2 separate regions of the Arachis hypogaea genome follow, and region 1 is linked to region 2. A link is a contact called in public Hi-C data. All regions are on one chromosome and are shown on one strand. The core of a region is the stretch at or near the end of the contact, and the rest is flanking DNA. Distances in the headings are between cores, read along the strand shown.

Region 1 (6,687 bases), core at 3,407-5,906, 38 kb before region 2:
TTCTTTCAGTGAAGAGAGTGGCTCCCATTATCACGTGGTCACTTCTTGTGCGTTTGGCCTCTCGATGTCGTCGGTCGTCGTCCGTGTCATGTTGATGAGCCGGGTTGCGTGAGACGCTACAATCATACCTTTTTCCGTGTCGTTGTTCAGGCATCATGTCGTGTCCGTGGTCACGGGAGATGCTGCGATTGTATCTCTTGGCATGTCGCCATTCTGGCGATCCGCCGTGCCTGGTTTCATGGTGAGATCTTGATCTGGAGGTTGCGTGACTTCCGTTTTCGGCGTTGTGCTTTTCTTTGGGTATAACTCGGCCTTTGAGGTCTTGCACCCTAAGGTACAGCTCTTGGATTATCTGGACCGCCTTCTCTCCTAGGCCGTCGGGTGGCCGGGCTTCAGTGGGAGGACGGTTGTCCTCTCTTGGTTGTTGCTGGGTTGGGGTTGGTTGGCGATGTGCGCGCTTATTATCCTCTCGTAGGTGGGAGGAGTGTTATCTTGGAGTTCGGGAGTTGGGGTGTTGGGTGGAGGATTGCTCCTCGAGGTTCTCCATCATGCCGCCACGATTTGGCTGTCTCCCGCATCTGTGCAAGAACCTTGAGAACTTTCTTGATCTCTTGGCTCCTGAGAGGTCTGAGCTTGGCCACGGTGGTAGCGTTTAAGGAGGTCATTCATGATGAGCTTCCTTATGAATTTTTAGTAAGGTTCGAAGGGATCATGGCGATAGAGTTGTCATAGGTGAGGCGGCGGATGGTAGAGATTTGGAACCTGGTGTTGAAGGAGGTGACCTCGTGGGTTTGGAGGAAGCGCTTGAAAAGTTCAAAAGAAGAAGCAACCACGGTGGGCATGGAGCCGAAATAGAGGGAGAAGATGGGGCCATGGCACTTGGAGAGACGGATGAGGGAATGGTGAATGAGAGGGTCCAAGAGGTAGAGGTGTCCCACTAAAGGGAGGCGAGACTTTGGGCTCGGAGGACTTGGAATTTCACCATTGGAGTAGGGCGAAGGTGCATAAAGAGTGTTATCACTAAGAAGATGATTGCAAGTCGAAGAAACATTGTTCCTTTGGGATTTCTCCATTGGAGTAGGGCGAAAGTGTGTTATCACTGCAAAGGTGATGCAAGTTAAGAAAACATTATTCCTTTGGGATTTCGCCGTTGGAGTAGGGCGAAGGTGTGTTATCACTGCAAATGTGATGCAAGTTAAGGAAACATTATTCCTTTGGGATTTCGTCGTTGGAGTAGGCTGAAGGTGTGTTATCACTGCAAAGGTGATGCAAGTTAAGGAAACATTATTCCTTTTTGCTCTCAGTTACACGCAAGAAATCTGAGTTTGATGCCGGATGTACAAGATGTCTCTGGTACGGGTTGAGAGATGGATCGAGAACTTGCGGGTTGAGGCAGATGCCGGATCACTTGACTGGAGCAATGGGGGGAGGTACCTGCAAAGACACTTCGACGCTCAAGTCAGAATGGATCTAAGATGTATAAGGTGTGAGGAATGAATAAATACCTGGAGGGACCTGGGTCCTCTATTTATAGGTGATGGTGAATATCTTATCTTATCTTATTTGGCTAAGATAAGGGAGACGTTTGAATTATCTTATGTTATCTTATTTTGCTAAGATAAGGGAGACATTTGAATTTGAAAGTTGGTTAGGAGCTCTAGTGGGCTGGTTCCGGGCCTTCTGGAAGGGCGAAGTGGGTCAGACCCTGGTAACCGGGTTCGGGGACCGTTCCGGGTGTAGGATCTGTGGGCCGGATCCGTAACAGTTGCCTCCGGAGCGAGAGAGTGAGGGTGCTCGGTCTCATCGCTGGAGGAACCTTTTCCTCGCCGTTGTGGTTTGGCAATGAAATCGTTGTTTAGTTTTTTCCGATAAAGGTCGAGAATTTTGGGAAGTTTCTAGCCGTTTCATGGTTAGGCGAGGACCGCGTTTTTTGTGCGTCTCATCACATGCCGGGTTTGATGACTGTTCCGAGAAAGGGCCCAGAGATCGGGTCTGGAACAATAATGTATATAAATTAAATTTTTAATTAATTAATATTTGACTATTGACTATATAGGAAAAAATTTATTACGTAATATTTAATAATATCATAAAAACAATAATCACAGTTGTTAATATTTATAGTGGATATATAATTTATTTTAATCGGATATTCTCTTACATATTTAATTTCTTGCATGATGAGTTGCTACTATATATGGAAACTAATTCTATGAAAAAAATTGTTGATTTAATTCAGAGAGATAAGACTTGTAACTTTATTGAATTATTTTAAGGTTTTGAGTTCGAATAAGGATTAATTTATCCAGATTTATTTATATATATAATGGGCACAAATGTTAATCTTTTAAATAAAAGTAAACCGATATATTAATTTATTTCATTTACTAGCATTTTAACAAATAAAACTTTTAATGCGTTTTACTTTGTGGGAAATAATAATTCTGCTGATTTTGATAGATTATTAACATAGGTCCAAGATGGCTTTATTATGTTCTTTGATTAATTTAATTTTATTTTAATGTTAGGTGTCTTAGACAAGTTTATCCTTATCATCATATACAACATCCAAAAAAGGAAATTAAACTAAAGATTGGAATAAAAAAAAAACAATTTTGTTAGGTGAATAATAAGAGATCGAAGAATTAACATAAATAACGAATCGCATTTTAAGTTTTTACTAATTATCTAAAATAAGAATTATATCTAATTAATTTAAAATTTAATTTTTAAAATTAAAATTACTTTTTTTAACCTATTATTTATATTATTAAAAAATATTTCTATTAAAAAAAAGATGATTGTATCAAATGAGGGGATATACCTATAGCTATAGAGATAATTCATAATTTCATATTCACAACTTCCTTTCTAATAAATAATCTATTAAAAAAATGTTATGAAGATATGCAAAAGTTATTTATACTATGAGATCTTCGAAGAAGGAGTTAAAAAAAATGAAAAAAGAAAAGCTACTTCACTTTGCTAAACCTAAAATGAAAGAATAAAACACAGTACAGGATACAGACTGTTCTCGAAAAACTATAAAATATATTTGAAATCTGTCCAAAACATGAGACAAATAAAATATTTGCACAATCTACTGAGAAGCATATATCAACCAAAGAATAAATTAAAAAAGAACAATGGTGATTAGAAAAGGAGTTAATTATTAATTATTAACAACTAATAAGTATAAGAAAAAAAGTTTAAATTATTCTCATTATTCTCTTTTCTTGTAAATATTAGTTTTGTTTTCTATTCGTGAGATAAACATTTCCTTAAAATTTGATATTATAAAGTAAAAGATGTCAAAATGAGAAATGAATTAATTGAAAAACTGTTAATCACTATAAAATGAAATGAGTTCACCTAGTATATTTTTCTTAATAAAAATAGAACTATTTAACTTTGCAAGTCAACATAAATAATCACTATTTCTATCTATTAAAAAAACGGTGCCTAATATAAGCAAATTTGACCTTTTAAAAGAACGAAGAATAATGCTAATAAAATAATAATTCAAACTTTATTATAGAGAGGCAAAATTTGTTTAAAAAATATACATAATTCATATGTTCTTATGTTAGTTTTATATGCAATTTAAATAGACTAATTTTATATAGAAATATTTCTTCAAAGAAAAAAAAATGTACTGTCTCCAGCATGGCCAGGTCCCAAGGGCAAATTAAAGGAGGAGCATGCATCAAAGCAAGAGTGGTTCCAATTGTTTGGTAGGTTCATTCGAATAATAATGCATATTGCAATATACAAATTAAAGTCAATAATTTAATTAATAAATACTTGATATTTGTTATTATAATTACCTATTGAAAAATTAGCAACCTTGATGGATGAATATAATGAAATTGCTCCACAAAAAAGCCGCACAAAAAATATATATTAAAATCACAATATAAGATGGCTCATTCAAAAAACCAACATAAACCGACCGGAATTCAATCATCATATTATTCAACCGAAGACCAAGGATAGTACAACAATATTGAAAAAAAAAAACATTATTCTCATGGTCTATGATAAAAATATCATATAACATACTTTGGTTTCTCATTGCGAATTTGCGATATTATTTAACTTTTCATTGGTACATATAAGAGAGGTCAATATACATGATATTTTAGAACATATTTAATACGTATTTTAAAAATATTTTAATAGTATATATAGAAATGATGAGTATCTAGCTAGCCATAATTATTTTAGGATATGCATTAAATAATGTATTAAAAAAAATCTTATTATGTATATACCAAAAAAAAAAAAAAAAACAACCACCAATCAATCATTGTATATATATGTAATATCTCATAAATTTTTTACTATACTATTATAAAAAATTTGATTATTGATTTATTACATATTTGATTATTTTATTATATTAAATTAATTATTCTGGTAGTTCAATATTTAATTAAAAAAATACATGAACTAATATATAAATTATAAATAAATATATAATGATTTTTTTTTTGTATAGACATAATAATTTTGTTTAAAAAATATGTAAGTATTTGTGAAATTAGAGGTAGGTGATTGGTTGAATGTCAAAACGACGTAGTTGTGAACAGGGTGGAGGTAGCTTTGTGAGAGTGTATATATGGTCCAGCTAAGACCCCGTTGGCAAACATCATTATCCTTCAACATTCATTTCATTCACATTCTCATTTCTATTTTCTTTTCAAATCTAATTAATTAACATTGTGTAGTTATGATTTTATTAAAATTTCTTTTATTTTTATATGAAAGACGAATTCTATTATTCTAGCTAGGGCCATGTTATATTTTTGGTTACGTAGAAGTAGAAGAACAACAAAAAGAAACAATATTATTAATTAGGGAAGCATTGAGATTAATTTGATTCGTTGCATGCCAAACACGCGTATCCACCTGACACCTGTTGTTGGCTGTTGTTGGTGGTGGTTTTGTTGTTTGTGAACCCTTTTTCTTAATATAAACATTGTTGTTCTTTATGCCTTTGCATTGCATTAATTCTAGCACTAAAAATCAAATCACATTGTTACTTGAAATCTTGAATACTATACTAAATTTAATAATTCTACTCTGCAAAACAATCATAATAAAATTAGGGAAAAATTACAAATGCACAAAAAATACCGGTATTTTAGTTGTTTTAATCGTTAATTTTAATTAATATATATTATATATATTTTTTATAATTTATATCAATAATTAAAACAACTGAAACACTGATCGATACATTTAAAACAATTAAAACACCGATATTCTCAGTATATTTAAAACTCTTAGTAAAATTAAATCCACGTATTACATTGTGTCAAGTGCTTCAATTCCACTAGAATAATCTAAATTTTTTAATAGTAAATAATAATTATATTTATTTGTTCTTATTTTTTTATTAAATTTAAAATATATATTAAAAATAGTCACTAAAATTAATTATTAACATAAATTAAATTAAATAATACATATTTATATATAAATATATAATGATTGATTTTGACCTATATATATATATATATTAATCTTTTATTAAAGTATTATGAAAATTATTTTATTATCATATTGTATATGTCTGTATCCTTATATTTGTATTTCTCAATGGTTTCTAAATACAAAGTTTTATATTTATATTTTTTAAATTAAATCATTTGTGCAGTCAAATATTAGGATATTTATTTATTCTTTTGTAAACAAAAATTTAATTAACAAACATATCTATTTAAAGATTTTTTGTGCTTGTTTAGTAAGAATTGTTAAATATAAAAATAAAAATTAGCAATCAAATTAATTCTTCATAAATAATATATATTAAAATATAAATATATTAAAAATAAATTAAATCATACATATATTTGCACATAAATATAAAATGATTATTTTTTATATGTATATAATATTTTTTGTTTAATAGACATATAATATTTATTTATCCTAAGTAACTTTTAAGTAATAGTTTTTTAGTAAATCTAAAAGTAGTTTCACCTTTTTTTTATATCCTAATAAGAGTAATAAAAAGTTCAATTAAAAAAAAAAAACAAATTAAAATAGTTTCACACAAATATAAAAAAAAAATAGTGTAACTCATTAATTCAATAGTAAAGAGAAAGGACCACCTCTGACCTCAACTTCTTTGTGACTTGACTTTCAGGGTTTTACTGCATTCAACAACCAAAACCATGGCTACTGTGAAAAATCTCTTTTTTCACGACCACAATATCAGTCATTTTTAACCTTAAAATTGAGATGCACATGCCGCAGTTTCCTAAAACGGAGACCCACTTCCCTTCTTAGTGCTCTGTCTTCAAATTATTTTTTATCATTATTTCCTTTTGTTCTTATTCCATATTTTCGTAACACAGCCCTGTGGACAAGAAAAAGAAAAAATATATATATATATAAGTAATTAAATAAAAGAGTTAAAACAAATAAAATTAAATAATATTAAATAAATAAATACGCCATATATTTTGTTGTTTTTCCTTTTTAGTTTTTTTTTTCTAAAATTTCAGAGAGACTTGTCCACCTTTTTTTTTTCTTTTTTTTATTTGTTACAGAAACCCTCCTTTATTGATGGTGCTGTGTTTTTCCTTTTTCTTCTGCAAGAACTACACCTACTAAACCTTCTTTTTTTTTCAACTTTTTTTTGAGGTTTGGTTCTCTTCCAATCTTAAAAGAAAAGGA
Region 2 (6,636 bases), core at 2,142-4,641:
AGATCTCTATTAATACGACTGCATGAACGGCCTCGAAACCACGTAAACTTGTAATCAGAAAGTGGCAAATCCACTAAGTGCATATCTTGTATCCAAATCTTGAATTCTTCTGCCGATAGAGGTAAACTAGCCATACCTTTTCGTTCCTCCACATGCACTATCTCATTAAAGTCTCCCATGAAACAACAAGGGATCTGACATAACCCAGCTATGTAACTCAACTCCTCCCACACATGAATCTTCTCTTCTCTATTATGCGCACCATAAACCAAATAAAATTCACAGTTGAACTTATTCTCAATCAAGACTCCTTTAACACACAACCACCTTTCCCCCTTATAGCAACTATTTATTTTAAAAATCGTTTCATCCCATATTAACAATAGTCCCCCAGATGCACCATCCGAGCCCACATATTCCCACCCTGCCCCCATCATTCCCCCAAATCCTTGCAGCGTCGAACCTCATCACTATCCGCCTTTTAGTCTCAATCAAACCTATCATATTTAAGCTATGCTTAATTTTTAGGTCCTTCACCATTCTTATTTTTCCATCACCCCGTAACCCCCTAACATTCCAAGAACTAAAATTTATTTATAGTTATTTTGACACACCTGTTTTATATTTTTGAGTCTGCACCGCCTTATCTTTGCCTTCTGTTTTGCCAGCTTCCTCCTTTGTGCTATTTCTTCATTCTGTGCTTGAAGGATTGCCATTATGTCATCTTCTTCATTGCATAACATAGCACCTGATTCTATTGCTAGCTCCCAAGTCTTTTTATTTTCCAACATCTGCTCCTCCAAGCATTGAGTATCACTGTCCCCCTTCTCTTGCTCAATAGCACCCTGCCCGGACACCACTCCTTCAATGCTCTCCCCATCATGTCCAGCATCCACCCTTCCTTCATTCTGATCAAGCGATGTAACTCGACCAGGCCTGAGTCCAAACCGGTTCCCGTCTGCCTCCACAGACCCGATCGCAGCATCAAGCTTACACGGATGACCACCAACGAGGTGCAAGTTGCCGTCCTCCACACCAGCAGGAGCATCACTACTATCACCATCTCCCATCACTGTCTGCTCTGCTTTGGCGCGTGCCTTCACAACGGCAACCCTGTCAGAAAGAACCGCTAGACTATCGGCGAAACCAGACCCATCGGCAGTGACTCCACAGGTTCGGTCGAGGTCTTCTCCACCGCTAGTCTGCCGGCTCCCCAAGGCTGCTGTCCGCCACCTCCCTCCGTGTCCATCCCCAGCGCAGGTGTCACTGTCACCCTCAAGAATGGTCACGCCATCAATAGCCTGAGCCTCTCTCCTGCGCGCCGCAGAGAAGGATCTGCTATCTTACTGCATTATCTCCACCCGACCCGGACCACCCAGCTTCGGTCCAAGAGCAGCTTGCCCAATAGTTGATAGGGATGGGCCTAAATAGCTAGAGCTCCCTTCCACCTCCCTTATTTTGGGCCTAGCCCATTCCTTAATGCAGCCTTGCTTTTTTTGTTTTTTCTTAGTGCATCCTCCCTTTTTTTTTTTTGTTTTTTCTTAGTTGAGACCCTTTTCAGCCCATTACACATAGAACTAAACCCACATGTAATTGTTCTATCAGAATCAGCATCATAGCTAATGCCATTTTCACCCATCAAAATAGCATTTCCTTGAATGGCGCCCTCAACGGCTTGATACGTTACTAAATTTTCGAGATTGTGATTAATTTTGCCTTCAACCCATTTATTCAAAATATCATCAGAAATTACTATTCTACCCTTGTCATCTTCCTTTCTCCGATCCACCACCATTAACAAACCTTCATCCTGGTCACCCCCCTTCGACAGCTCCGGTTGCCTACTCTGCCTTTATCCCTTTTTGCACTCGTGCTTGCTATACCATGATTCAAGATCTCACAGTTTTTGCTTCCATTATCAAAAAAATTCCCCTTACACTGCATGTTACACTCTTCAGAACCAACCTCTTTAACAAAACATCATAACCCCTGGAGCCAAAGGAGAGATGAATTCTTTCCTGAATAACTTCTATTACACTCGTATCAATTAGCACACAACCTACAGTGAACGAGCTACACAATTCTGTCTTCCTCGCACATCCAACTACTGTCCCCCACTAGCCTCCTATCGTATTGAAAGTGTCAACTGACCATACAAGTAACGGGACTCCGAAACATTCGAGCCACACCCTTCTAATTCCACTACGCTTCGACTCCTCCCACCTGGACCCTGTGAAAAACTTATAAGAGACAATTCAACTTAAAGGTGTAAGCTTCGTCAGCATGCTGGTCACTATCAAAGGTCAACAGGACTTTGTATGCTCCCATTTTCCAAATATGAGCGACAGAAGGCAGAATCTTCACTATTGTTTCCTTCAAGGAGATGAACTCAAAAGGCTGCGTAGTAACCCCCACCAGGCTTCGCTGCAACCATTCTAGATTTTCTGCCGCCACTGCAGCTTCCACCTTCTTCGGCTTGCCATTCCCATGCAGGTTTTGGTCGATCTCCTTCCTACGTAAATTCTGTCCCGTTGACAAGGATCCATCGTCACATACTTCCCGATGCGACTGCCAAGTTGATGGGTTATGGTTATCCCTCCTTGTCTTCCCTTATTTATGTCATTTTTCATGGTTCTCGACATTTGTCTGTACTTAGCTTCACCCACAAAAACAGCTTTACCTCTCACTCTCAGCCGATTCATTTCCGCTATAGCTTTCAATGCCCCTTCCTTCATCGTGTATCGTATGAAGGTAAAAAAGTACATGCCACCATTTTTTTGTTTTCGGGATAGATATATATCGTTGATGCGCCCAGCCCAATTGAACAACTGGAATAACTCTCGCTTTGATATGTCTTCAGAAAGATTATCCACAAAAACGGAAAAAAATTCATATTCCAAATGTCGATACTCTTCTCCATTCCAAACCCTGAGATCTTTGCCGTATTCCTTAATCCTACCCCCTCCTCCCGGAAATGGATCCTCTCTATTTTTTTAACACTTGAGAAAATAAAGTGTGATCTCTCACCTTTAATTCTATAAGTGGGATAAAAAATAAATAGGAGAGAGAGAACAATGAATAGTAAGATTAAACACTGGATATCATCCAGTTTTTTTTCCACTGGAGAGGATTTACTCCCGGGTCTTTCACTCTCTCTCTCTCACTCATGTTACATATCACTGGTATTTTGACAAGATGGAATGGTTGCTCAACATCCTCACCCACCTTCAAAATGCTTTTGAAAAAACTTCTTTTTAAATATTATAAAGATTAATTATTCTTAATAATTTTAATATTAAAATTTTTTTTAATAATTAAAATTTTCAAACTGTTTTTGTAACAATTTTCCGAGTTTATTGCTATATATTCTTTAGGATGTAATGCTTAACCGTACAAATGTATGCTCCTAAACTAAAGCTTAAAATTCGTCAAATGAAATAAAAGAGCAAAGCTGAAAGAAAAGGATACAACTTTTTATTAAGGAATGTATTCTTTTGCTTTATTTTTATTTAATTTTTTGGCGTTAATTCCAAATTTACAAAATCGTAATTAGGGTTTTTGATGGAGCCCAATTTTCAATTTCTCACCAACCCAGTCCCATTTTCCGTCCAAATTCTTGCCCCATTCATTCACCATGTGTCACTGCCACCTTCCCAACTAACCTAATTTTTCCACCATCTCCATTTCCTTTCACTCCCCATTTTTTTTTTCTTTTCTTTTCTCTCACTGAGGGATTGCCACATTTACAATATACAATACAAAATTTAATAATTTGATTCTCTTTCTTCGTTAATCCGTCACTCTCTCCATGTTCTCACATTAATTACTCACCTTAGGCTTACACTACTCCCTGTCACTTTGGTTTCTCCAGAAAATATCATAAAGTTGAAGGAGGAAAAGAGAAGGGTTTTTCTATTTCAAGGTTTCAGTATTCCTTCTTGGACTCACTAGTCACAATAACAAGGGTTTTTCTGCACTCACTCTAGAGTTCAGATCCAGGTAAAATCTCCACGAATCATCCTTTTCATTTACCAAAATTTTGATTTCTGGAATATCTTGTGCATGATCATGGGTGAATGAATGAATGATTTCTTGCTGTGATGATGATCATATATGAGGGGATTATTTGATATTTGTTCCACTTTTCTGTTGCCAAAAAGTGTTTTTTATTTTATATTAATTTTTTTATGTTAATATTAGTGTCTCAGATCAAATGGCAGCCATGGCGCAGCTTCGTTTTTCGCCTCTCTCTGGTCACTACCATGCCTCTGTTTTCCCAACATCATCATCATCTCAGCCCCAGAATCAATCTTTGTATCCCATCAAACTACTACCACCAAGATTGAAACTTTCCTCTGCTGGAGGTGATGGGGGAAACGGGATTGGACATGGTGGAAGTGGTGGCGGCAGTGGTAGTGATGGTGGAAGTTGGGGTCATGAAGGAGATCATAGTGATTCATCATCTTTTGGGCCTCTTGGTTTTTTTCTTAATGGATGGAGATCAAGGGTAGCTGCTGATCCCCAATTTCCATTCAAGGTTCTGATGGAGGAGTTGGTTGGTGTTAGTGCTTGTGTTCTTGGTGACATGGCTTCAAGGCCTAATTTCGGGTTGAATGAGCTTGACTTTGTTTTCTCAACCCTTGTTGTTGGTTCAATCCTCAATTTCACACTCATGTACCTATTGGCACCAACCATGTCAACTTCCTCATCACAATTACCATCAATTTTCGCGTCTTGCCCCAAGAGTCACATGTTTGAACCTGGCGCATACGGTCTGTTCGAACGGCTTGGAACCTTGGTGTACAAAGGAACCATCTTTGCTGCCGTCGGATTCGCAGCTGGACTAGCTGGAACTGCTCTCTCAAATGGGTTGATTGCGATGAGGAAGAAGATGGACCCCGAATTTGAGACCCCAAATAAGCCTCCCCCTACGATGTTGAATGCTCTAACATGGGCAGCACACATGGGATTCAGCAGCAACTTTAGGTACCAAACATTGAATGGAATTGAGTTCTTGTTGGAGAGAGGGCTCAACCCATTTTTGTTCAAGTCCTCAGTGTTGGTTCTGAGGATGGTCAACAATGTCCTTGGAGGAATGTCCTTTGTGGTGTTGGCAAGGCTAACAGGAGCACAAAGTGTTGGTGGTGGCGAACACCAGAAGGAACAAGCTACTGTGGAGATTGGATTTGCTTCTGAGAAGGAGAAGTTGGTGGAAAGGGAAGAGGAATTTCAGAGCAGTAACCAATCAGCGTCATCAAAGTGATTTTGAAAAATCACTCTTATGTTATTGCTTGTTTTCCTAATAGTTTATCTATCTTTTTTAAACCCTTTGTGAAGGGTTGTTGGGTGAGGCTTTTCTTCTAAGTTTTCTTTAGGTCCTTTTGATTTTCTTCTTTTCTTATTATTGTTATTATCATTCTAATGTCATAACTTTTGAGAAAACTATTGAGGCAGCACCAAAAATAAGTGAGTAAATGAAAAAGGGTAGATTTGAGATATTGGTAATGGTGATCCAAATTTTGTGGCATTTTGATTGTATATTTTTGGTGAAAAACTGATGGAAAAGGAACAACATAGGATTTGGTCACGGCGGCTTGTGATACCTGAAACAATAATGACATGCCAAAACATTATGGTCATCAGGTCAAGCAGCTGGTTCTGATTTTGTTTCTGTTCATTTTGTAGGCTTTTCTTGTCGGTTGCTAGATCAATTATTGTATTAAAATAATCTGAGAAATCTAGTTTCTGCAGAAATTTCCACCAAATTTGTTGGAGAATAATTCTCTTAAGTAGGACAAGTATAAAGGCCTTGATGAGTATTAGAGCCGGCAAAATGGTTTAAACTTATAGTTAATAATAATAATAATAATAATAATTTATCAAGTCATTTACTCATTTTGGCATATTTTCAAGTTTAACTCCTGTTGGAATTGGACAAATAAAGGCAAGTTGATTGTCTATCATCTCTGTTGTAAGAGAAGGAAATTATCAGGGTTTTATTTTTGTTATTATTATTTTTTTTAAAACAAAGATAATTGGCAATAAAAGATTGTCTTATTTCAACTGTATTTTAAAATTTCGACAAAATTTAGATTATTTTTAGGTTATTTTCTAATGACACCCTTATTTTATTTTCTATATTTTGGCATAATGTCTTCTCTTTTGAATAGAAATTAATCACTACAACGCAGAAATCAAATGTCTAGGAAGATTACTATATACCCAAATTAATTCTAATCACAATTATTCCTATGAGGACATGTGAGTGAGTAGTTTTGTCTCATTCACCGAAGTAGGTAGTTATGCTTGGAATGCATGTCATAGTTGTACATGGAGAAAATGACAGCTGAGCAGAGAAACTCAAAATGAATTGTCACAAAAAGAGAAACTCAAAATGCATTGTCACAAAAAAAGGCCAAAACCAAAAAACTGTAGATATTTCAATGGTTTTTTTAATTATTACTCACTAAGTCAGTATAAAAGAAAAATAGTTATTTGTATAAAATATATATAAAAATATAAAATATATATTAAAATATGTTAAATAATATATATATATATATATATATTTATTTATTTATACACAATTACATGATAACTAATTTAATAACTAATTTTTAGTGTGTATATCATTTT

Evidence for each region. A called contact is a pair of places that touch in the nucleus more often than the background predicts.
Region 1: a contact with region 2 is called in a Hi-C map of leaf, with 2.2 times the contacts expected there. The contact joins the enhancer-like site here to the promoter of LOC112743886 in region 2. A contact is called at or near these places in 4 of 8 Hi-C or Micro-C datasets (leaf and an unstated tissue).

The regions. Positions count from the first base shown.
Region 1 is chr14:120,674,855-120,681,541 of arahy.Tifrunner.gnm2.J5K5, reverse strand. It overlaps the pseudogene LOC112743888. Among protein-coding and RNA genes, the nearest start is that of LOC112743045, 3.8 kb to the left of the region's middle. Within about 2 kb of position 4,656, at least 2 of the 3 cell types and tissues checked have open chromatin away from gene starts, as enhancers often do.
Region 2 is chr14:120,635,351-120,641,986 of arahy.Tifrunner.gnm2.J5K5, reverse strand. LOC112743886 (protein RETICULATA-RELATED 2, chloroplastic) reads left to right here and starts at 3,391. Exons shown (of 2, transcript XM_025793301.3): 1 at 3,391-3,999; 2 at 4,209-5,498. The coding sequence starts at 4,214. The coding sequence ends at 5,263. LOC112743887 reads right to left here and starts at 2,895. Exons shown (of 2, transcript XM_025793302.2): 1 at 615-2,895. The coding sequence starts at 1,070.